Linked DNA regions of Sus scrofa: all the other regions are linked to region 1. A link is a contact called in public Hi-C and HiChIP or PLAC-seq data. All regions are on one chromosome and are shown on one strand. Each heading gives the region's core, a stretch centred on a gene start, on an enhancer-like site or on the middle of the called end of the contact. The rest is flanking DNA. Distances are from core to core; before and after follow the strand shown. Region 1 holds the start of RGS2 (regulator of G protein signaling 2). Region 2 overlaps LOC102166310 (a long non-coding RNA gene). Region 3 overlaps LOC102166310 (a long non-coding RNA gene). Region 4 holds the start of GLRX2 (glutaredoxin 2).

Region 1 (5,235 bases), core at 1,422-3,921:
AAAAAGTTCAAGAGCTACCCCGCAAGCTTGCGCCACTAACATGCACCTCAGGCAGCCTCTCCAGCAGAGGGCACGGTAGCCTCCCGCTGCAAAATGGATGTGTGGCTGACGGAGCCCCTCCAGCTGCGGTGCTGCTGTGCGGCGTTCACAGCCTACTGCACTGTTTCCTCCTCCGCCACAGAATGGAAAATATGTGTCATCTTAATATTGAGCAATTCCGCGGACCTAAAAGCCAGTTACAAAATACAAAAATCAAAAAAAAAAAAACAAAGGGAAGTCATCAAACACTGCAGCTTTTGCTTTAAACGTACCTCTGCCTGTCTTAACATCAGTCGTCAGAAAGGAAATGGTCTGTGAAAAAAAGCAAATAACTACACAAAACACCAAAAAGTCTACAATAGTCTAGCTTTAAACCAGCTACTTGCATGATGACACATACATTCACTTTTGTATCGAGATCATTACACCTTTGGGGCTTGAAGACCTCTGTAAAGCTGAAATATCCGTTGCTCATTTTCTTATTTTTTGTTACCAGGAGAATATTTATTAACTATCTGTGATGAAGTTTGTTACTCTACAAAGCTATATGGCCTTATTTTGATATTTTAATAGTACCTACACATTTATAATCGAATTAAGTGTGAGTTAATCCTTTAATGATTTTTAATGATTTTTCTATCTTCAGTCGCCTATGCCTCCAGAGATTCTTTCATCCATGTGCAAATTAAGAAAAACAACAAACTTTTGTATAGTACTTTAAAATGCACAAAGCACTTTGAAGAAAGAGTCACAAACTATCCAATGAGGTTGGCAAGAAAGACACTTTTAACAGAGGCGAGAAACTCGGGCTCAGGAAAGTGGGATGGGGCTGCCCCAGAACATATTTAGCATTTACTGGCTAATAAACACTCTTGAGACTACAGCCAGGTATCCTGACACAAGTCCAGCTCTCTCATTGCTGCCTCTTGGTCAGAACTCCTGCTTTTCCCACTAGGAGTGAATTCTACCATCAAATGTTCTAAGTGAAAAAATATGTCGAGGTTTGTATTAGCCAGGAGCAGCAAGTGCCTGCATATTACACATATTTAGTAAAATAAGTACTGAATCATCAGAAAGTGAAAAGAGATGTAGGAAATAAACAAAACCTTTGAGAGATGAAGCGCACATCCTTGAGATAAATTATATTCTTGCATCTCACAACCATGCTTTCAAGTATTTACTACTGAAATCTAAACGATCTTCCTCTCCATAGCTGAGTACATGGCTGTTCTCTTTAGTAATAGAAACGTTTTGCTCTCCAAGTCAATCCTGGAGCTCCAGCTACTGGCAGCTCCTCATCAGAATATGGTAAACCAGTTCCAATTTTCTTTTAACAGTTCTAATGCAAAGGAGAGAGAATTCTGCAGCCTAATACCTTGTGGTTCATCTCCCTGCTACTTCGATGCTTGGCAGGAAAACCCCTTGAACATTCCACTGCACAGATCTAATAAAATTGTTCGCTATCCGATCACACCGGGGTTGAGGTCACCTACTCGTCCTTACCAATCAAACCGTTTAAATCGTGCTACAGCAGGACAATTTCTGAAGAATTTAGCAAATTAAGCTCCTTCAAGCAAACTGTTAACCTAGCCTTCCCTCCACCCCCACCTCTCCTTTTTGCCAAGTAAATGTTCTGGTAAATTCTAGGCCGACTAAGAATGACTCATGAGGAAATCCTGCATCTTTGCATTCTTACACTAAAATGACAGCTGCGAGGTCCTGGTGTTTCCCTCTACGTCCTGAGAAGGAGATCTGTGACTTCCCCGTGTGTTCCCTAAGGACAAGCAGCCAAGTACTCCAGAGGAGGAGCACGCAACCCCAAGGACCGACCCAGCCTCGTGTGTGTTGGTGACTAAAACTGCACACCCAGGTAAAGCACTTCTTCTCCTGTTCCTTCCCCTGACCGACGACGTCCCTCCCAAACGTTCTCCAAGTTGTCCAGGGAAGCTGCAGAGCAGGTCACACCGCCCGCCCCTGCGCCGCCCCCCCTTCTCCCTTTCCTTCCGCCAATGAATCGGTGACGAAAAGAGGAGCAGGTGAGCATCTCCCCGCGGCCTCAGTTTACAGACCAAGAAAGGAGGCGCGGGGAGAGGGTGTGCGCTCCAAAAAAAGAGGGAACACATCCGAATTCAAAACCGAGTAACTGCACTCAGGTTCCCAGCAAGTAACCTTGACCTGCTGGGGACTCCCCCCTCCCTTTGGGGTCCGGAGCAAGTGCGCGTGGGGGAGGGGACGGAGGCGAGGAGGGGGAGGGGCGGGCGAGCGCCCCGCGGGGCCTGCAGCCAACCCGCCCCACGCCTCCCAAGCTCTGCCACCCCGCCGGCCGCCCCAAGCCGGCAGAGGCCTCCGGCGGCTGCCCGAAGGGAAACTCCTCGGCCCCCACCAGCAGCCCCAGCGCCTCGCCGCGGGGGGCTCGCCTGCGCACGACGCTGCGGCCGCAAACGTCAGCGGCGCCCTCCCTTCCAGACCCTTCGGCGGTGCCCGGGACTGCGCAGACTCCGCCCCAGGCCCGGAGCCAGCCGGCCAATCGGCACCCGCTGAAGGCGGGCCCAGCGTCGTGAGGCGCCGCCCACGAGCCTCCGACTCTTATAAATACCGCGGCGCGCTCCTGGCAGCAGAGAGCGGGCACCCGGGAGCGTAGACGATAATGCAAAGTGCTATGTTCCTGACTGTCCATCACGACTGCGGACCCATGGACAAGAGCGCAGGCACCGGCCCCAAAAGCGAGGAGAAGCGGGAGAAGATGAAGCGGACCCTGTAAGTACGGCTTTCTTCTCTCCCCTGCCAGCCCCGCGGACCTAGCTGTCCCGGGCGGCTGCAAACGCGGTACATCCGCGCTTGGCTTCCACCCTGGAGCGGTGCCTCCATCTCTGCAGGGGAAAACATTGTGTAAAAGATACACTTGCTAGGTAGGGTTAAATCTATGTGGTGGGTCCTTTGTGATGTAACCGAAGGACTCGAGGGTAGAGTCGAGGAACTGCGGCAAATTCGTGATGCAGAGGCGGTGGTAGATGAGCTGAGGAATCGCAGGTTGGGTTTTTATCTCCCCGCATCGAAAATGACACCAGAGAATCCTGCAGCCCAGGCGCGTCCCCAGCATTCGTACGTTGCATTGTAAATTCTCATCAACTTACACAGCTGCTGGGATGGAAATATTTTTGCTAGCTCTGAATATATTATTTTAAAATCTTTTTTTTTTCCAGTTTAACAACAGATCTCACCCACCCAGCACTAAGGAACAAATAATTGTTCTGCATCATCTGGTTAAAATGGGTGTTGTAGTTGCGATCACACACGCGCGCACACACGCACACGCACCTCACCTCATTGTTCACAGCTTCTAGAGTGGTCCAGATCCTCCTGCTCTAAGGGTGGAAGGGAAATACCCATGGCTGGCTCCGGGCAGTTCCACTGTCCGTTTCATCAAGTGTGAAATGTCTCAGAATTGTAATTAACATTGCAGAACTGCTGCTGCCTTTTGTGGGCCAGAAATAGCATCTGCCTTTTGAACTATGCCAGCTAAATTCATTAAATACCCTATAATTGTAGGTTATCCTACGCGTAGTTATAAAACTAGCAGTTATGTTCAGATGAGTAGATGAAACTGTTCCAGGCATAGGTGCTGGGTTTATATTTTAAAGGGGTAAGACTGACTTGAAGGAGGACTGTTTTGTCTTACTTCGTTGTCTGTAGCTACTGGGAGTGACTTTATTTGGTTTAAAAAAAAAAAAAAAAAAAACCTTTAGCTGCAGTGGTGTGGCCATTTCAAGTGTTGGCACTTAGTAAAAGTCTTTTTTTTTTTTTTTTTTTTTTTCTTCTTTAAGATTAAAAGATTGGAAGACCCGTTTGAGCTACTTCTTGCAAAACTCCTCCTCTCCTGGGAAGCCCAAAACCGGCAAGAAAAGCAAACCGCAAACCTTCATCAAGTAAGTTGAAAATCTCAGTCCTTGCAAAGCTAGGCCACCAGCTGCTGAACAGAAGGGGGAAACAGACAGGTGTGAGCTGACATGTGACCGTCTCTTGCAGGCCTTCTCCTGAGGAAGCACAGCTGTGGGCAGAAGCATTTGATGAGCTGCTAGCCAGCAAATGTGAGTTAACCCCTTGAATTTGGTCCTTTTCAAGGAGCCCAAGCGTCTAGAAAGGAGGAGCATCCGGCCCCAGGGAGTTTGACTTTACTGTCTCCAGCATCTGAGGCCTGTTTCTTCCCCCGCCGTTTCCCGGGGATTATCCCTGGAAACGCAGGGCTTATTCACTCCAGGTGGGACGCAAAATCAGCGCCAAACTGGAATGGCCCTTGGTGTAAGCTTGAGCCAGCTTTTCCATTGCATACAGTGTTCTCAAGAGGCTTAGTTCACACAGAGAACCAAAGCTCCCCCGTAAACGGCTGGGTCAACAGCAAAGCTGAGCACAGCAGGGCGCCACCTTAAGCATTTTGCAGACTGGCATCTTCGTCTCTGAAGAGCTCAGTTCTAAAGCGGGAGTGAAATCTAGAAATCTTGCTTTCATCTAGAGATAAGAAAATTAGGGGGCCAGGGCCAGGGAGGCCTAGGAGAAAAGTGAAGGGATTATGAGGTCCCTCAGTTCACGTTCTTCATGCTTCCTCTCCTCTGCCCCCCAGATGGTCTTGCTGCATTCAGAGCTTTTTTGAAATCTGAATTCTGTGAAGAAAATATTGAATTCTGGCTGGCCTGTGAAGACTTCAAAAAAACAAAGTCACCCCAAAAGCTGTCCTCCAAAGCCAGGAAAATATACACTGACTTCATAGAAAAAGAAGCTCCAAAAGAGGTAAGGAGGAAAAAAAAATGTCCTTGTTTCCGTATCTGTTGAACATTCTTAGCACCAGAGTGAAACGAAAGAATAGAAGAGTCCTCAAGCTAAAAGGAGGGGTAAATATTTTCCCCTCTGGCTTTCAGCGAGATGAATGACCTTTCTACGGGGGCGGCTGGGGCACCTCTTCCGCCCCTCATGGTTTTGGAGGTCTTTTGCTTGTTCATTTGCTTTCATGTATCGCATAGACGTCAGTCTCCACCTCTGAATATGCAGTAAACCGCTATTTTTGTTTCATTTCAGATAAACATAGACTTTCAAACCAAAACTCTCATTGCCCAAAACATACAAGAGGCTACAAGTGGCTGCTTTACAACTGCCCAGAAAAGGGTGTACAGCTTGATGGAGAACAACTCTTATCCCCGTTTC
Region 2 (5,235 bases), core at 1,726-4,225, 290 kb before region 1:
GCTCAAACATGCTCATCTATAATGATTATTTTGATTTTTTTTCATTTCTTTATTATTTTATCAACATATAAAATATTTTGTTATTGGTCTTTTTAGGATGGAGCTGGAAATTTTGTGCAATGGACAACACTATGTCTAACAGCACTGAACAGGTTTATGCCAATGTCTGGCCACTGACATGTGCAGGTTTCCCAATGTAGTAAGACATGACCCACAGAGGTAGGCTAAACTAAAAAAAAAAATAATAACCATGTCTCAAAAATTCATCATCTGATTCTAATCTGTGGAATGTTTCTTTGGACTTTGCTCTACAACCACTAGAGGGCAGACAAGTACAGTGAAAAGCAGCACATCCAGACAAAGATTAGGTTCTCTGCGTGTTCAACGGAGCTGGGGTGTGAAACCATGTTTTCAGCTTCTCCTGCTGCAGCAGCCAACAGAGAACATCAAATAAAGATGCTTAATGTGAAGGACACAGATTTCAGTTAAAATATTTGGTACTGGTTTTCACTTAATAGTTTCATAAATTAATAAGCATAATGTTCTACCAACAGACCTACATACATTTTAAAGCAATACCTCTCAACAACTGTTCATAGATTTCTTTTTAATTTAGAGGAGAATTAAGCAGTCCATTAGTCATTAGAGAAGAGGCAGAAGCAGCACCCCGTGCAATCACAGTGAGAACACGATGCTCCCAGGCACAGGCAGACCTAGGAATACATAAATGGCCCATCAGACACGCTAGATGCCACAGGCACAGAGCTTGGGGCTTACAAATTGTATAAGGTACTATAAAAATAAGTGAGAATTGTAGAAAAATTCACTCCCAACTTTGAAATAAAAACTGCTTTTTCATTTCTCTCTGTCTCTCTCACACACACACACACACACACAGGTTAACCAAACCCCCAAAGAACAAACAACTGCTGGGATTTTGATTGAACAGCATGAATCAGTTTTCTTAAAATCACCATCTTATAAGACTGAGTCTTAACATTCCATGAATTCAATAGTATTTAGGTCTTATTTAACCCCTCATAGGATATTTTACAATTTTCCACATAGAGGTCTTACACATAGAATTAGGTATCTAGATTTTTTTTTTTTTTTATGACCACATCCATAGTATATGGAAGTTCCCCACCCAGGGATCAAACTTGAGCCTCTGCAGCAACCTAAGCTGCTGCAGTTGGATCCTTAACCGACTGTGCCACAGTGGGAACTCCAGGTATTTGGATTTTTTATACTGCCTTAATTAGCATTTGATTCTTAAAATTTAATTCCTAACTATGTTATTTACATATGCAAATGCAATGATTTCTGTACACTGGCTGTAGTCAGCAAACTTGCTAAATTCTCTTACTAATCGATACTATTAGTAAGAGATACTAGTCATGCATACAATCTCAGGTTTTCTGTATATATCATTATTTCTTCTGCAAACCATGCCAATTTCCCATGTTTCTAATATTAAAGTGTCTTAATTTTCTTACTGCATCGCTTGGGCCTCCAGTATGCTCGGAAATAAAGTTGTGGCAGCAGCATCCTAGCTTGTTCCTGACGTCAGTGGAGGCTTCCAGTCTTTCCCCACCGCAGACAATATTTGCTAAGGGTTCAGCGGTTTTACTCATCCTTTGCATTTAGCAAGTCTGACTTTATTAATTCCTTTTATTGTGAGCTTCCTCTGTTGCATTCATCTTTTATGCTACTGTATCATTCTCTTCCTTTCATGTCTTTGGAATTAATTTGCTGTTCTTTCTCTAATATCTAGCAGTGAAATGGAGACTTAACTCCATTTTACAGTATACGATTTAATGTTGTTGTAAGTCTTGGAGTCAAGGAATACATTGAGTGACGGTTTTTTCTCATCCCACTCTCCCGAGAAACGTATGAACCCTCTCTGAGTTCATCCACACGAATTCCAGAATCACTTCATTGGAGTCTAAGACATTGCTCGTCCCTGCCCCTGTCCTGGGGAAAAAAATCATAATAAAACTAACTCAAACCTATAAATTAATTTTGGGGGAAAAAATGACATCTTTATAATATTGAGTGTTCTCAACCAGGAACATAGCGTAAGTTATCTATTCAAGTCTTCATTTATTTCTGCCAAATGACTGCTGCTATCATTTTCTCCATGTACTCCTGTATACTTTTTATTCAAGTTCATAGTTTGTGTTTTTTAAAACAATGGATGGAGACTTAGTTGATTTTTAGCATTTCTTTTAAAATATATGCATATGAGACATTCATGATACATTTCCAATAATTATGGAAAGTGAGTTGGGAATAATCAGTTTTACAGACTCAACCTGAAGTTCCCAGTATCCTCATTCAGAAATTACTTTATAAAGAATGAAATTAGAATACTCTCTAATGCCACACAGAAAAATAAACTCAAAATGGATTAAAGACCTACATATATGACTGGATACTATAAAACTTTTAGAGGAAAACAAAGGCAGAACACACTTGGACATAAACTGCAGCAGTATCTTTTTTAATCCACCTTTTAATCCACCTCTGAGAGTAATAAAAATAAAAACAAAATAAATAAATGGGAGCTAATTAAACTGAAAAGATTTTGCACAGCAAAGGAAACCATAAACAAAATGGAAAGACAACCCAGAGAATGGGAGAAAGTGTTTGCAAATGAAGTGACTGGTAAGTGGTTCCTTAATCGCCGTAGTATCCAAACAACTCATGCAGGTCAATATCAAAAAAAAAAAAAAAATCAAAAGATAGGCAGAAGATGTAAACAGATACTTCACCAACGAAGACAGACAGCCAAAAGGCACATGAAAAAGTGCTCAACATTGCTAATTATTAGAGAAATGCAAATCAAAACCACGATAAGGTACCACCTTACAGCAGCCAGAAGGACCATCATCCAAAAGTTTACAAGGGCACAGGGCGGGAGAGGGTGCATGAGTCAGCGCACACCCACAGACTCCTCTAGAAAACACAGCCACGGCCGTTGGGGACGGTGTTATGAATCACCTCAGCAGATGGAAAGCCCATTAGGAACGACTTCTTCCAGATGCCAGCAAGCGACCAGCTTATCCAAGAACTGCTATGGCCCAAGCTCTTTGGATTGAATGATGCAAGAGGAAGGTGCTTAGCACAACTCTAAATAAGGAGAGTCATCCATACCTGGCAGTTTCGGGAGGCCGTAATTTCTGGAGAACAGCCCAAACCTTTGACCTCGAGGCAATTCATCCAACTGTCATGTCTCCAAATCTCACGTCTCAGAGAATCACACCACCTTCACATCACTACTGAGGGAGAGGAAAGCCATCACCGGCCACTGCCTGACACTTCCCGGGGTCAAATGGCCAGGCAGAGATTGGGATTTGTGTATGTTCCCTGAAGGCAAGAAGTTCACTTGGCCAAGGTATAGGCATACAACATCTGTATAATAAATATGCATTGAATTATTGATTTCATAATGAATCAATCATACTATTTCATGAACACTTTTTAAAAAATGAGATGCTTACGAAAAGATGTTTGATAATGGCGGTAAACATTGGGACCATTTTAAAAGACTATGTTATACGAGGCCATGCTCAAGAAAAAAAATGGCACGTGGTTATTCAGTCATTTTCAGGACTGCAATGCAATCACACATTAGAAGTGTGTTAATGCTAATCCTTAAGCAAGTATCTCCACCGAAGTAATCACCCTAAACCTAGGGGCACAGCCATGAGGTCGTTCACTAACCGATGTACAATGGGTACCAGGTAAAAGTTACAAAGAAAAATTATGCTACAAATGTTTCCAGAAAATTTATTTTCCTTCTTTTTATTTTGAAATTTTAAAATCTACAGAAATGTTGCACAAGTAGGAAGAGAAACACCTACATGCCCTTTGTCTGGTTTCCTCAGTATTAATCTTTTGCTGGACTTGTCTCTCTCTCTGTGTGTGTGCATGCACGCGCGTGTGTGCCTGTGTGTGTGGGGAGGGGGGGTGTTGGACCATTTGAGAATTACTTGGAGATAGTGTAACACCTCATTCCTATATGCCAATCTCCTAAGAACAAAGGCATTCTCCTATATAATACAATTATCTTACTCAGGAAGTATAACATTAATGCAATGTCCTTATCTAATACACCAACCACTTCCAAATTTCCCCAATTATACCAACACTGTCCTTTGTTTTTCTAATTTACTCTTCCTCCCAAGGGCCTCAGATCACACAGGTCACACATTACAATTATTGGTCATGTCTCTCCAATCTCCTTTACTCTGGGACCCAGCCTTGTTTCTCACTCATGATGTTGACATTTTTCAAAAGTCCAGGCCAGTGGTTTTCCAGAATGTGCTACAATTTGGACTGTCCAGATGATAAGACTCAGTTTAAACATTCTGAGCACAAATACTACGCAGGTGAAATGCATCTTTCTTGGTGCATCAGCAATGATATCCGTTTCTCCCGTGGAACTTGCCCTCCTGGCGCCCTACATGCAAACGCTGCTGCTCCTCACCTGCTGAATCAATCAGGGGGTCTCCTTCTCCTGCCTCTGCTAGCACAGCCCACCTGCATGGACCGTTCTCTCTCTCCTGCTACCCAAGGGTTTCTTTTGTTCACGGCTCAACTCACACATTACCACTTAGCACACAACTTTCCACACTACACTCCTCCAGAGGTACACACCTTTCTCCAAAATTTCTAGAGTTGTCCAAAATCCGCCCAGTGCTTCATCACGACGAATGACTTTACAGCCCCCTTGTACTAATGCTCATCTGTGAACCTCATCATCCCACTACAGCGCCAGCCACTGACGGCAGCAACCATGGCCCTTGAGTTCTCTCTGTTTGCACTGTATTTCCCAGAAATGACCAGGATCCAGAGCACTTAATAAACAGCCATGCTGTGGTCCCTGATGAACACGAGAGATGAACATTTCCTTAGGAAAAAAATCCATCCTGTGAGATCCATCCCCCTACCATAGTTAAGGTCGCATCCAAAAAAAAAAAAAAAAAACAAAAACACTCCGTGTTTTCAGTTTAGCCCCCAGAGGGTCATACAGACCCCACCCACCCCCGAACTTTTTTTCTGCCTCTATAAGTAACTGCATTTTTAAAAAACTTTTATTTTAAAAAACTTAAATTCTCAAAGGAAATTTTTCATCAATTAAGAATGGATAAAATGAGCCAATTGAAAAAGTGCTTCCTCTTTTTTCCAACAACAGCATTCCCTCTATTCTTCAATGAGATGACCTGAAAT
Region 3 (5,235 bases), core at 1,946-4,445, 270 kb before region 1:
TTTCATTTTCACGCTAGATATAATACAAAAATAAACCCCACGTGTATTTCTCCGCAGGCACTACAGGCGCGTAGGTAAAGCATTATCAAATTAGATGCTCTCTAACTGTAACTTATTTAAAGTTACAGAAAATTCAAACTCTTGATGTTTATCCCTCCTAAATCTTAAGAATTCTTCCTGCATTTTAGGACCAAAAATCAAAAAAAGAAAAGAAACAGGCAATGAAAATGAAAGGCCTCTTGATTTTGAATTTGAATGTATTCTGCCCAGGTTGCGCGTGGGGTGAGGCCCACAGCACCCCACGTGTCCCACAAGGAGGCTGGTCTCTATCACGGCCAGGCCTTCCTGGCAGCCTGCCTACCCGCAGGGACAGGGAGCTGGCTCCCGGGCCACCGCGCACCCTTCTCAGCGGGTAAGCGGGACCCACACTGGCATCAAACCAAGGAAAGCCACCTTCTCTACGCAGCTGTGCCTTTTCCTTTCCTCTCACAACCTGCCATCCATCCAAGTTGATGCATTATCATTCAACAGGAGGTCTTTCTTGTTTCTGAGGATTTCTCTTAATCACTAATCATTAATCCCGTTTGGCTACAAGCTTACCAGGGCAAAGCAAAATAGATGTTCTGTCATCACCAAAACAGGGAAGATGGTAGGGTTGTGGCTGCTGTTATTTGAGTTTATTCTATTTGGCAACTGTTTGGGCTTGATCAGCTTACAGAGATCTTTTTTTTTTTTCCTTCTCCAGGATTCCCAAAGACATTCCTAGTTTCCCAAAACAGAACCACTTATTATTTCAGTCTGCGTTAGTACCTTGGAAACCAGAGACATTTGTTACATCGCCCTTTACAAGCGCACTGAGCAACCGCTACGCCAGGACTGATGTTGGATTCTCTTTGTGATGGTGAGTCCTGCTGACACACATAATGGGTTAGGTTGATTCCGGTCAATGACTGTGAAATAGCAACTGTAACACTTGACTTAAGCCCTGCCACGAGCTCAATTCTTAAACCTCTAAGGGATACATGTCCTTAGACAGATAAACATGTGGACGCTTGTGGATACATACACGTATAGATACACAGGTATTGCCTTTATAATGGAAAGAACTGTTGTTACTAACTCTTTCAGTCATTACGTATGTAAGGTTGTGAATTCACCCACTCAAATACGCAAATGTAATGACTTTTTAAATTAAGGCAGTCAAAATGGAAAGGATTTGTATTTATTAAGCATCTATTATGGACGTGGTTTCATGCCAAGGGTTTCAGAATTATTTCATCAATTAAAATTTCACAGCATTCTTTTTTTTTTTTTTTTTTTTTTGGTCTTTTTAGGGCCACACACACAGCAATATGAAGTTCCCAGGCTAGGGGTGAAATCGGAGCTGTAGCTGCCAGCCACACCACAGCCATGCCAGATTCGAGCTGTGTCTGCAAACTACACCACAGCTCACGCAATGCCAGATCCTTAACCCACTGATAGAGGCCAAGGATTGAATCCGCATCCTCATGGATGCTAGTCGGGTTGCTACCACTAGCCACAACGGGAACTCCCTACATTTCACTGCATTCCAAATCTCACCCTGGAATTCAGAGTTGAGGGACCACCGATCCAATTTTCGTGGAAGGAAAGGCACTCAAATCAACAGGGATGATGGGAAGCATCTTAGGTTTAGGATGAAGAGATCAGGACACACATTCTGCCTTGGTGATGTGTTCTTGAACTGCGAATCCTTGTTTTTTTATTAATAACTGGGGATAATAAAACCAGCTCTTGATGTGTTCACGAAGATGAAAGGAGATGAGGCAAAAGAGCAGCTGGAAAGTAAGGGCCTCAGTGTCACTTCACTTCTCTCATTCACTTTCCCCCTCCTTCCTCTCTCCCTCTAGGCTTCTCTCCTGTCTCTTACTCCACTTCTGTTGGGCTGTTCACTAAAATCAGGAAATGGTAAAACTGAAAGCAGCCCTAGTGACCATCAAATGACCTTCTTTAACAAATAGAAAGAATAAGGTCCAAAGTGTCTGGAGACAGAAACACAGTGAAGTGGTGGCAAATTTAGTAAAACAAAAAATAAAACAAAACCAAAAAAGCACCCCAGTTTCACACTCTTTCTGTCATACTTAGCTAAGGTACACAGCTAAATTAAAAGCAGTTAATTGCCACTCACCTTCCCTTCCCCCTCTCATTCTAAACTTAATGAAGAATCCTCAAACACTCGTGTGTCATGCACACTGTGACTGTACAGTCCCATGTGCCTCAAAATGCACACAGTGACAGCCTGCCAACATTATCCGCGTGCCCTATTTCACAGCTGCAGCTGATGTTCGGATAATCACTGCTATGCAGAAATGCTGACCCACCGCCGTTGCTGGATATTTTTCAAGAATAGATGGACATCTGAATACGGATACAAAATTTTTCTATTTTGTTTAAACATTACGAGGGCCAAACACACCATCAGTTTGTGCATTCTAGTACAATGGGTTCGGGGAGGAAACAAGCAATACCACGCTCCAGGACCGTGCATCCAGGGTCTGCACACGCAGGCAAGGAATGAGGGGAGAAGAACAGACAATTCTTTTCCTCCTCCTTTCTCTTTCCACTTGCTTTCACTGAAACCGGGTAAAAAAGCTCCTTTGGGAGCTTGTCCCATCCTCTTGCCGCTGCACTCTCTGAAGTCCATGACTCACAAGAAGGTCTGAACCAAGTGTTACCCCCTGATTCGCTGGTTGTGGGACTGGGGCCCATGCGCTTTACCTCCCATACACTTGTCCTTGATTGCTTTATTCTATCTCCAAATATCTATCCAATAAACATTCACTGAGCCCCTGCAACCTTGCAGGCCCTGTGCTGGGGACGATGAAGAAATAAATAAGAAAATGGTTCCTACCTTCCCAGAACTCCAAGTCTAAAAGAGGACAGGGGTAGGTAGTAAGGAACTCTTTTTGGCCGTATGTGACAGCTGTACTGGGGGTGACTCCCTGTAAAGTGGTGTTTGCTTTGCTGACTTCCCACCACCTTTCACATGTCACATTGTCAAGAGCCTCAGCACTTAAAAAAAAAAAAAAAAAAAAAAAAAAGTGCAGCTGTCAGTAGTGATTAACGCAACGGCGAGACACGGGGTATGAGAACGGATATAGGTGGTTTTATAAGGACCATGTGGTTACGTGGGACACGCATGCTGAACAGAGAGTGCAGACACTTGGCCCCAAACTTCCTTTTGCACCCTGCGGATGTAAATGAGCCTTGCGTGGAAGTCTTTGCTTCCGGAATAGGAAAATCGACTAACCCGTGAAGCTCTTTATTACTCATTTCAGCAATCATCTGCTTTTCTCGATGCAACATACAAAACTGGTACAAGACACGGCAAAGGAATTTAGCTGGGTCACCCACATTAATTTAGGGCACATTTCTGTCAACTCTATGTGTTAAAATTTATGACAAAGTCAAAAGAGGCTGGGCTTAAACAAACAGCATCTCTGAGAATCGCAGATCAAAACTTATATGAGAGTTCGAGGGAAGATGATTCAGCAATTTTAATTTCAGTTAAACTACCCAAGACTATTCTAGATGAAATTATGTTCTGAATACCTTCTATCTGCTTAGTACTCTTACAGATGCTGTAGAGAGAAGATATATAAAATACATACGCCTCTGTTCCTCAAGGAAGTTGCAATCCACTTGGGGGGAGGAAGTTTTAGGCATGTGAAAAAAAGAAGTAGCAAAACCAGGCGCAGGCAATACATTGCCAAATGACTGAGGCTGATAATCAGAGAGACGTATACAGTGAGCCACAATTATGAGTGAGGGCAATAAAGCTAGAAAAAAAATCATACTCAGTGTGAGCTTTGGCAAAGAGGACCACTTGGATCAAACAGAAGAAGAGAAACAGGGATAAGACTAGAGAAGGACAGTGGACCAAAGGAGCGGGGGAGTGGGGCAGCATCAGGAAGTTTGCAAAAGTGGGATTGGACTTACATGGCTGGAGCAGAGGAATCCAGGGGAAGAGTAAGAACTAGGGCTGAGACTCAGCTGGAAGTCAGACGAGCCAGAACATGAGTGCAAAGCAAGGCGTTCAGACCTCCTTCCGCAGGTCATGCTGAGCCCCAAGTCCTTTCCGTCAGCCGAGTGATGCGAGGAACGTGGGGAGGGAGGGCAGGAGAAGAGCAGGAGTCAGAGTGAGGACAGGTATGTGGGGCAGAGGCAGAAGGCCCATGAGGCGAATCACAAGGCATCTCTTCAAATGAATGTATTCTTTAAATAGCTTTTTAGGAGCTGCTTAGTAAGGTGTGCAGGAGCTTCTGCAAGTGTAGATTACATGCCACTTTATATTAAAAACAGAGGCATTATGATCACGGACTCTAGCGTCGGCACTTTTGGAACTTGCTGGTGTTCAAGTTGGAAATTGTTTCCCACTTTTCAGAAGTCATGTTTTCCCTCGTTTCCCCCCATGAGTCCTTAGAACATTCAAATTCTTGGCATGGGGTTAAAAATGTAGATTTGAAGCCCATTGTTCACCCCAGTAAATAGTGCTCTCTGGTGCATTACTCATTTTCAGAATTTCAGGGCCCTCAGACTGGTTTCAGGGTTGATGGTGGGGTCTTTGGGGCACCATCTAACTTCCTACGCACCTGTCATCAAAATACCAAGCCCAGATGGGTCAGGGTCAGCGAGGGGAGTGTGTTCAGTGTTCACCCTGGGGCACTGCCTCTTTTGGTACATCTTGCCAGCGATGAAAAGTGACCTGGCCCTTCATTCTGATGTACCATAGAGACATCTACTATCACACAGTCAGGCAACCCGGAGAGCTGCCTGGCTGGCCCCCCTCTTCACCGGAACACGATGAGAACAATCAAGCTTTCCCTCTTAACTAGTCCGTTTAAAAAAAAAAAGGCAGTTTGATGGCTCTAGACCGGGTGCCACCCACTGAGTCAGAATCCAGGTGGGGACATGCACTGAGGTTCAGATTTGCATGATCCAGATCATAGATCACCCAGGGGTAAGGTTAAATCTAAGTGTCGCCTTGTCTGATCTGGTCCTGAACGTGACTGAACGTTTGGCTCTGGGGTTACCTGTTCTTACTCATATCTGCTAAAAAAGCAGGTAGGCACTGCAGAAGACTTTCCTGGATTCAATATTAAATCACATGACTTTATCTACGATATAACTTTATCGGACGGTAAAATGTTTAACATGGAACCATCTGAAGAGAAATGAGCTCCATGAGTAATAAGG
Region 4 (5,235 bases), core at 1,552-4,051, 260 kb after region 1:
AACTGAGGCTGCAGGGAGTTCCCTGGTGGTCTAGCGGTTAGGATTTGCACTTTCACTGCTGAGGCTGGAGGTTCAATCCTTGGTCTGGGAACTGAGATTGCATATCGAACCACTGCATGTCACAACCAAAAAAGAACTGAGGCTTCAAATATTTAAAATGATGTTCTTCATGATTATGCCGCAAAGCTCAAATTTGTTTTGTTTTGTTTTTTTGTCTTTCTAGGGCCCTACCTGCGGCATATGGAGGTTCCCAGGCTAGGGGCTGAATCAGAGCTACAGCTGCTGGCCTATGCACAGCCACAGCAACACCAGCTGCAACGCCACAGTGACAGCGGGCTGGATTCTTAACCCACTGAGTGAGGCCAGGGATTGAACCTGAGTCCTCAAGGATACGAGAGATTCGTTTCCTCTGATCCACGACAGGAACTCCCAAAGCTCAAGTTTTAACAGGAAAGTTTCTCCCTCCAAGTCAGCACTTCATTCATTGTGAATGCTCTTAGAATTGATATGGCGTTAAATATAAAAATAAGCTACTCTTTATGTTTAGTTTCATTTTTCTCAAAGGTATCAATTGACACTTTTTTAGTGGCATTGTAAGAATCCACTTTAGGAGTTCCCGTCATGGCGCAGTGGTTAACGAATCCGACTAGGAACCATGAGGTTGCGGGTTCGGTCCCTGCCCTTGCTCAGTGGGTTAACGATCCGGTGTTGCCATGAGCTGTGGTGTAGGTTGCAGATGCGGCTCGGATCCCGCGTTGCTGTGGCTCTGGCGTAGGCCGGTGGCTACAGCTCCGATTCGACCCCTAGCCTGGGAACCTCCATATGCCGCGGGAGCGGCCCAAGAAATAGCAAAAAGACAAAAAAAAAAAAAAAAAAAAAAAGAATCCACTTTAAGTAGCTTTTTACATGTTACCCTTGGACACAGAGCCATGCCTGCACTCTCAGCAATGAGGAAGCCGTGACGACCAAAACCCTCAGCAGTAACAGAGTTAGAGACAGAAACTACTCCGTTAGAACATCCTATCACCCCAATATTTCCAGCCTATTAGTCCATGCTTCCCCACAGATCAGCAAGAAAACCTTCAGAGCAAAAAGGGCCTGTGTGCTTATCTCGGAAAAGCTGGAAAAATGCAGTGCGCTGCGGAGACCTCAGCCAACTCAGGAGGAGAGTGGAAGGTGCAGCTTTAAGAAAAACAGACGCAGGCTGGACGCTACCGTCCAACATTCTAGAGGGACTTGAAAGATTGTGTCCATGGCTGTACAACTATAAATGCAATAAAATTCATTGAGAGAAAAAAGGAAAGAAGGAAAAATGCAGGCGGGCTTCCTAGAACTAAACCAGAGCAGACAGAGGAGGTCAAGGGGTGCTGCCCTGGACCTAAGCAGGAGCTTTGGTGGAAAACAACCTATTTGTTTTACCAACTAAGAAAACACGTCCTTTTCATCTCAATTCCAGCATTTAATAATCATCCCGAAACCATCTACTATTTGCCTCTACTATGGAAGATTGAAGTTTCAGCAAAATTTTCATGAGAGAATGTTTTCTTGGGTTCTGAGAGGAGGTGGGAGGTGCATTCTGAAATACCACCCTCTTCGCAACTAAATAAAAGAGAAAGTTTCTGGAAGGCACTTTTCTCCAATTCTAGTGGAGCTTGGTAAAAGTTGCCACCTGTTAAGGAAAGGGACATCAACTGAGAAGTGTACAATAAACGTTTCGCTTCTACACTGATGGAGTACCCACTAGCCATGCCACTTTTATGGAGCACCTACTCTGTGCCAAGCAGGCAAAGGGCTAAATACCCCCAAAGACGTATCACTGGAAAACCGCAATGGAGCCTCAAGGACCTGTCAGTCAAACAGTTACACTGCGTGATGCGCACCCTCTGGAAAAGGTCTCTAGTGGTGCCGAAAATTAACCGAGTTCCGGCAGTCTTGCAAAACTAGTAGGAGGTACCAGATCAAGTAGGTAGGAAGAAACTTCCAGAAAGAGGGATGGCTACTCAGATACGTGAGCTGGCAGGACAGCCTCGACCCGCCGCGCGCGAGTGCGGCAGATAGAGCATCCGCCTAGGCAGGAGGTCTCACACCGCAGGCCTGCGAGCCGCAGGCATTCCTGGTGGGGAAGCGCAGGGGAAGCACGGCCCTTGCTCTAGCTGGAGCGACACCGGCAGGAATAAGTCACCGTCCTATCCTCAAAGACTGGGCCATTTAGTAGAAAGCGTCACTTTCACTTCCTGCCGCAGGGTTGCCAGATTTGGCAAATGAACGTGCATATCGGTCGGGTAAATTAGAATTTCAGACAAACAGCGAATATCTGTTTAGCCTAAGCACGTCCCTTGCAATCCTGGGGATATTCGTAGACCGCACCATCATTAGCTGTTTATTTGAAATTCCCATTAATCAGGGCATCTTGTATTTTATCTGGCAATCAAAGGGGAGAGGAGGTCCAAGCGCACAGGATTCAGAATTTTCAACCTGACAGTCACCTGATCCTTAAGTCCACTTGAGCGCTTAGGGCACCCTTCCCTCCCCACCCGTCCTGGGCCTTCCGCACTCGAAGGGGCCTCGCTGGACTCAGGGCCCACACTCGGCGCCGCAAAGAGGCGCCCCCGCCCACCGCTAGGTCCAGACCCCCGCGAGGCCTCCCGCTCGCAGCTCCCCTTACCCAGAGGCCGAAGCTCCCGGTGCCCCGCCAAACCGCCCCGTCGAGCCGCTCACCCTCCGGACCAGCCGTGTCCCCGCCAAAGCAGCGCGGCGCCAGTACATGGTCGCAGCGCTGGTCCGCGGCAAGCAGACGCGCCGACGACTGCCCCTCGGGAGAGCCCGCCTCCGCCCGTTGGCCCCGCCCCCGCCGCCGGCCCCGCCTCCGTCCGCAGACCAGCCACGCCCCCGCCCGCCGGCCACGCCTCCCCGGGCTGCCCGCGCTGCCCGTCTCAACCGCACCGACCGGTCCTACCCCTCCCCGCCTCCCACGCGGCCGGAGGGCGGGATCCCGGCGAGGCCCACCCACTGGGGAAGGGCAGTCGGAGGCCCGCAGGTGCCTCGGCTGCCTGTCTGCAGGGTTCATCCAAGCCCTGCACCTGTTCCTTTAGGGTTAGGGACGCTCTTAAAGGATCGCGGGCACGTGTCGTCAGTGCTGGGGATGGTGGTCAACCTTCTGACGAAACGGAGGAGAAAGATAATCTGTCTGACGCCGAATCGAAGTGCCTGGGATATTTACATAGCACGGTAGCATAATTACAACTTCCTGTCGGGCAGGTCTTTGTGTTGGAGAAATAACAACCTAAATATGTCATTACAAAAGATCTCACAGAAGTTGTGGGATGATTGGATTTTAGAAAAAAAAGTGATCCGTTGTAGAACGTTCATTCCAAAGAAAACAAAGATAGTGTATTCAAAATGAAATTAGGCAAATAAAACTAAATATAGCCCAGAGGGGTCTGATGGCTTGAGTGCTGCTAATGACATCATCGTGTCCTTAGTCGTGGTAATAATAGCCCTTTGTGCGTTGCTTTATAAAAAGAGGTGGGTCAGCCTTTATTTTTATTTACTGAGGACCAGGACATTGAAATCTATTTGTTAAGGTCAAAGGTCAGATGGTGTCTAAAATTCTAAACAATTATTGGAACAATCCAGGCCTTTTTTGAGTCTTCATGCTCAATTAGCTAAACTGAAGATTCATGTTACCAAGTTACAAAATGAGCATTTCTGTTTCTGATAGTTTTTTTCCCTGCTTTCAAGTGGGCCACGTTTTTCATTACTTCATAAAAGGATAAAAGGGTAGTTGCAAAAACGAAGACCCCAAAAAGTGTAAAGTCATTTCTCGTAAATCCAAAATTAACTTTAAAAATAAGATGTAAAAAAATAAAAATAAGATATGTTATCAACAGTGTTGTGGGGTTTGTGGAGTTTTGAAATTGAAAGATAGCTGTTTAGGAATTTACTGTGTCATTTTTGTTTTGAGGTAGAATTTTACCTTATTGTTTCAAATTGTGTATTGAGAGGTAAAATAATCATGCCACGATTTAATTTTAATATAGTATTGATGGCCCATGTTAAGCACATAAATCACTGGACAGGTTTTTTGTTTTTTGGGTTTTTTTTTTTTTTTTTTTTTTTGTCTTTTTAGGGCCACACCTGGGGCACGTGGAAGTTCCCAGGCTAGGGGTCGAATCAGAGCTACAGCAATGCTGAATCCCTGACCCACTGAGGGAGGCCAGGGATCAAACCTGCATCCTCATGGATACTAGTCAGATTAATTTCCGCTGTGCCACGAAAGGAACTCCTGGAAAGATATTTTAAAAAGGGATCTCAAGTGAAGGCACTTCAAACAAGGAGCTCCCGTTGTGGCTCAGCAGGTTAAGAACCCTACGGCTAGTATTTATGCCTTGCTCAGCAGGTTAAGGATCCAGCATTGCCTGAGCTGGGGGGTAAGTCACAGACATGGCTCAGATCCCTTGTTGAGGTGGCTGTGGTGTCGGCCAGCAGCTGCAGCTCCCATTCAACCTCTAGCCTGGGAACTTCCACCTGCTGCATGTGCGGCCCTAAAAAGCAAAGGAGAAAAATGAGCTACAAGAATATGCTGTACAGCTCAGGGAATATAACCAATATTTATGATAACCATAAATAGAGTATAACTTTAAAAAATCGTGTATCAGTAAGTTGTACACACGAAACTTAATATTGTAAATCAACTATACCTCGATTTAAAAAAAAAAAGGTCTCTAGTCTTCTATGAGCCTTGCACCAGGCAAATTAATAACTGAGTGCCATCTGGTGTTGAACAAACAGCATTTTCTGATAGATGTTTCCTAACTTTTGCATTCTGAGCTTTTGTCTTTTCTTTCTTTCTTTTTTTTTTTTTTTGGTAGGTTCCTTGGGAATTTCTACATAGTAAATCACATCACATGTAAATTGGGAGGGTTTTCTTATTTTTTCCTTTCCAATCCAAATATATTTCCTTTTCTTGCCATATTGATTTTGCTAGAACTTTTTTTTTTTTTTTTTTTTTTGGTCTTTTGTCTTTTTAGGGTTGCACCCATGGCAAATGGAGGTTCCTAGGCTAGGGGTTGAATCGGAGCTATTGCTGCTGGCCTACACCACAGCCACAGCAATATCAGATCCGAGCCGTGTCTGTGACCTACACCATAGCTCATGGCAACACCGCTGGATCCTTAACCCACTGAGTGAGGCGAGGGATCACACCTGCAACCTCAAGTTTCCTAGTCGGATTTG

What was found. A called contact is a pair of places that touch in the nucleus more often than the background predicts. HiChIP or PLAC-seq counts read pairs in DNA pulled down with a chosen protein or histone mark.
Region 2: a contact with region 1 is called in a Hi-C map of embryonic fibroblasts, with 16 times the contacts expected there. The contact joins the enhancer-like site here to the promoter of RGS2 in region 1. A contact is called at or near these places in 3 of 5 promoter capture datasets (fetal skeletal muscle and liver), 10 of 47 Hi-C or Micro-C datasets (brain, embryonic fibroblasts, epiblast stem cells and 6 more) and 2 of 2 datasets of contacts at active chromatin or transcription factors (alveolar macrophages and skeletal muscle).
Region 3: a contact with region 1 is called in an H3K27ac HiChIP or PLAC-seq map of alveolar macrophages. The contact joins the enhancer-like site here to the promoter of RGS2 in region 1. A contact is called at or near these places in 1 of 5 promoter capture datasets (fetal skeletal muscle), 4 of 47 Hi-C or Micro-C datasets (fetal skeletal muscle, mesenteric adipose tissue, retroperitoneal adipose tissue and 1 more) and 1 of 2 datasets of contacts at active chromatin or transcription factors (alveolar macrophages).
Region 4: a contact with region 1 is called in a Hi-C map of skeletal muscle, with 2.8 times the contacts expected there. The contact joins the promoter of GLRX2 here to the promoter of RGS2 in region 1. A contact is called at or near these places in 5 of 47 Hi-C or Micro-C datasets (embryonic fibroblasts, heart right ventricle, retroperitoneal adipose tissue and 1 more) and 1 of 2 datasets of contacts at active chromatin or transcription factors (alveolar macrophages).

The regions. Positions count from the first base shown.
Region 1 is chr10:937,519-942,753 of Sscrofa11.1, reverse strand. RGS2 (regulator of G protein signaling 2) reads left to right here and starts at 2,671. Exons shown (of 5, transcript NM_001044600.1): 1 at 2,671-2,796; 2 at 3,864-3,965; 3 at 4,066-4,127; 4 at 4,658-4,824; 5 at 5,110-5,235. The coding sequence starts at 2,687.
Region 2 is chr10:1,228,686-1,233,920 of Sscrofa11.1, reverse strand. LOC102166310 (a long non-coding RNA gene) reads right to left here. Exons shown (of 12, transcript XR_002336117.1): 5 at 3,157-3,414. Among named protein-coding and RNA genes, the nearest start is that of RGS1, 80 kb to the right of the region's middle. Within about 2 kb of position 2,975, at least 6 of the 83 cell types and tissues checked have an H3K27ac peak or open chromatin away from gene starts, as enhancers often do. A contact at or near this core is called in alveolar macrophages and embryonic fibroblasts, where this site is marked.
Region 3 is chr10:1,209,086-1,214,320 of Sscrofa11.1, reverse strand. The region is part of intron 2 of LOC102166310 (a long non-coding RNA gene); the gene reads right to left. Among named protein-coding and RNA genes, the nearest start is that of RGS1, 60 kb to the right of the region's middle. Within about 2 kb of position 3,195, at least 18 of the 83 cell types and tissues checked have an H3K27ac peak or open chromatin away from gene starts, as enhancers often do. A contact at or near this core is called in alveolar macrophages, retroperitoneal adipose tissue and subcutaneous adipose tissue, where this site is marked.
Region 4 is chr10:676,894-682,128 of Sscrofa11.1, reverse strand. GLRX2 (glutaredoxin 2) reads right to left here and starts at 2,801. Exons shown (of 4, transcript NM_001243717.1): 1 at 2,666-2,801. The coding sequence starts at 2,766.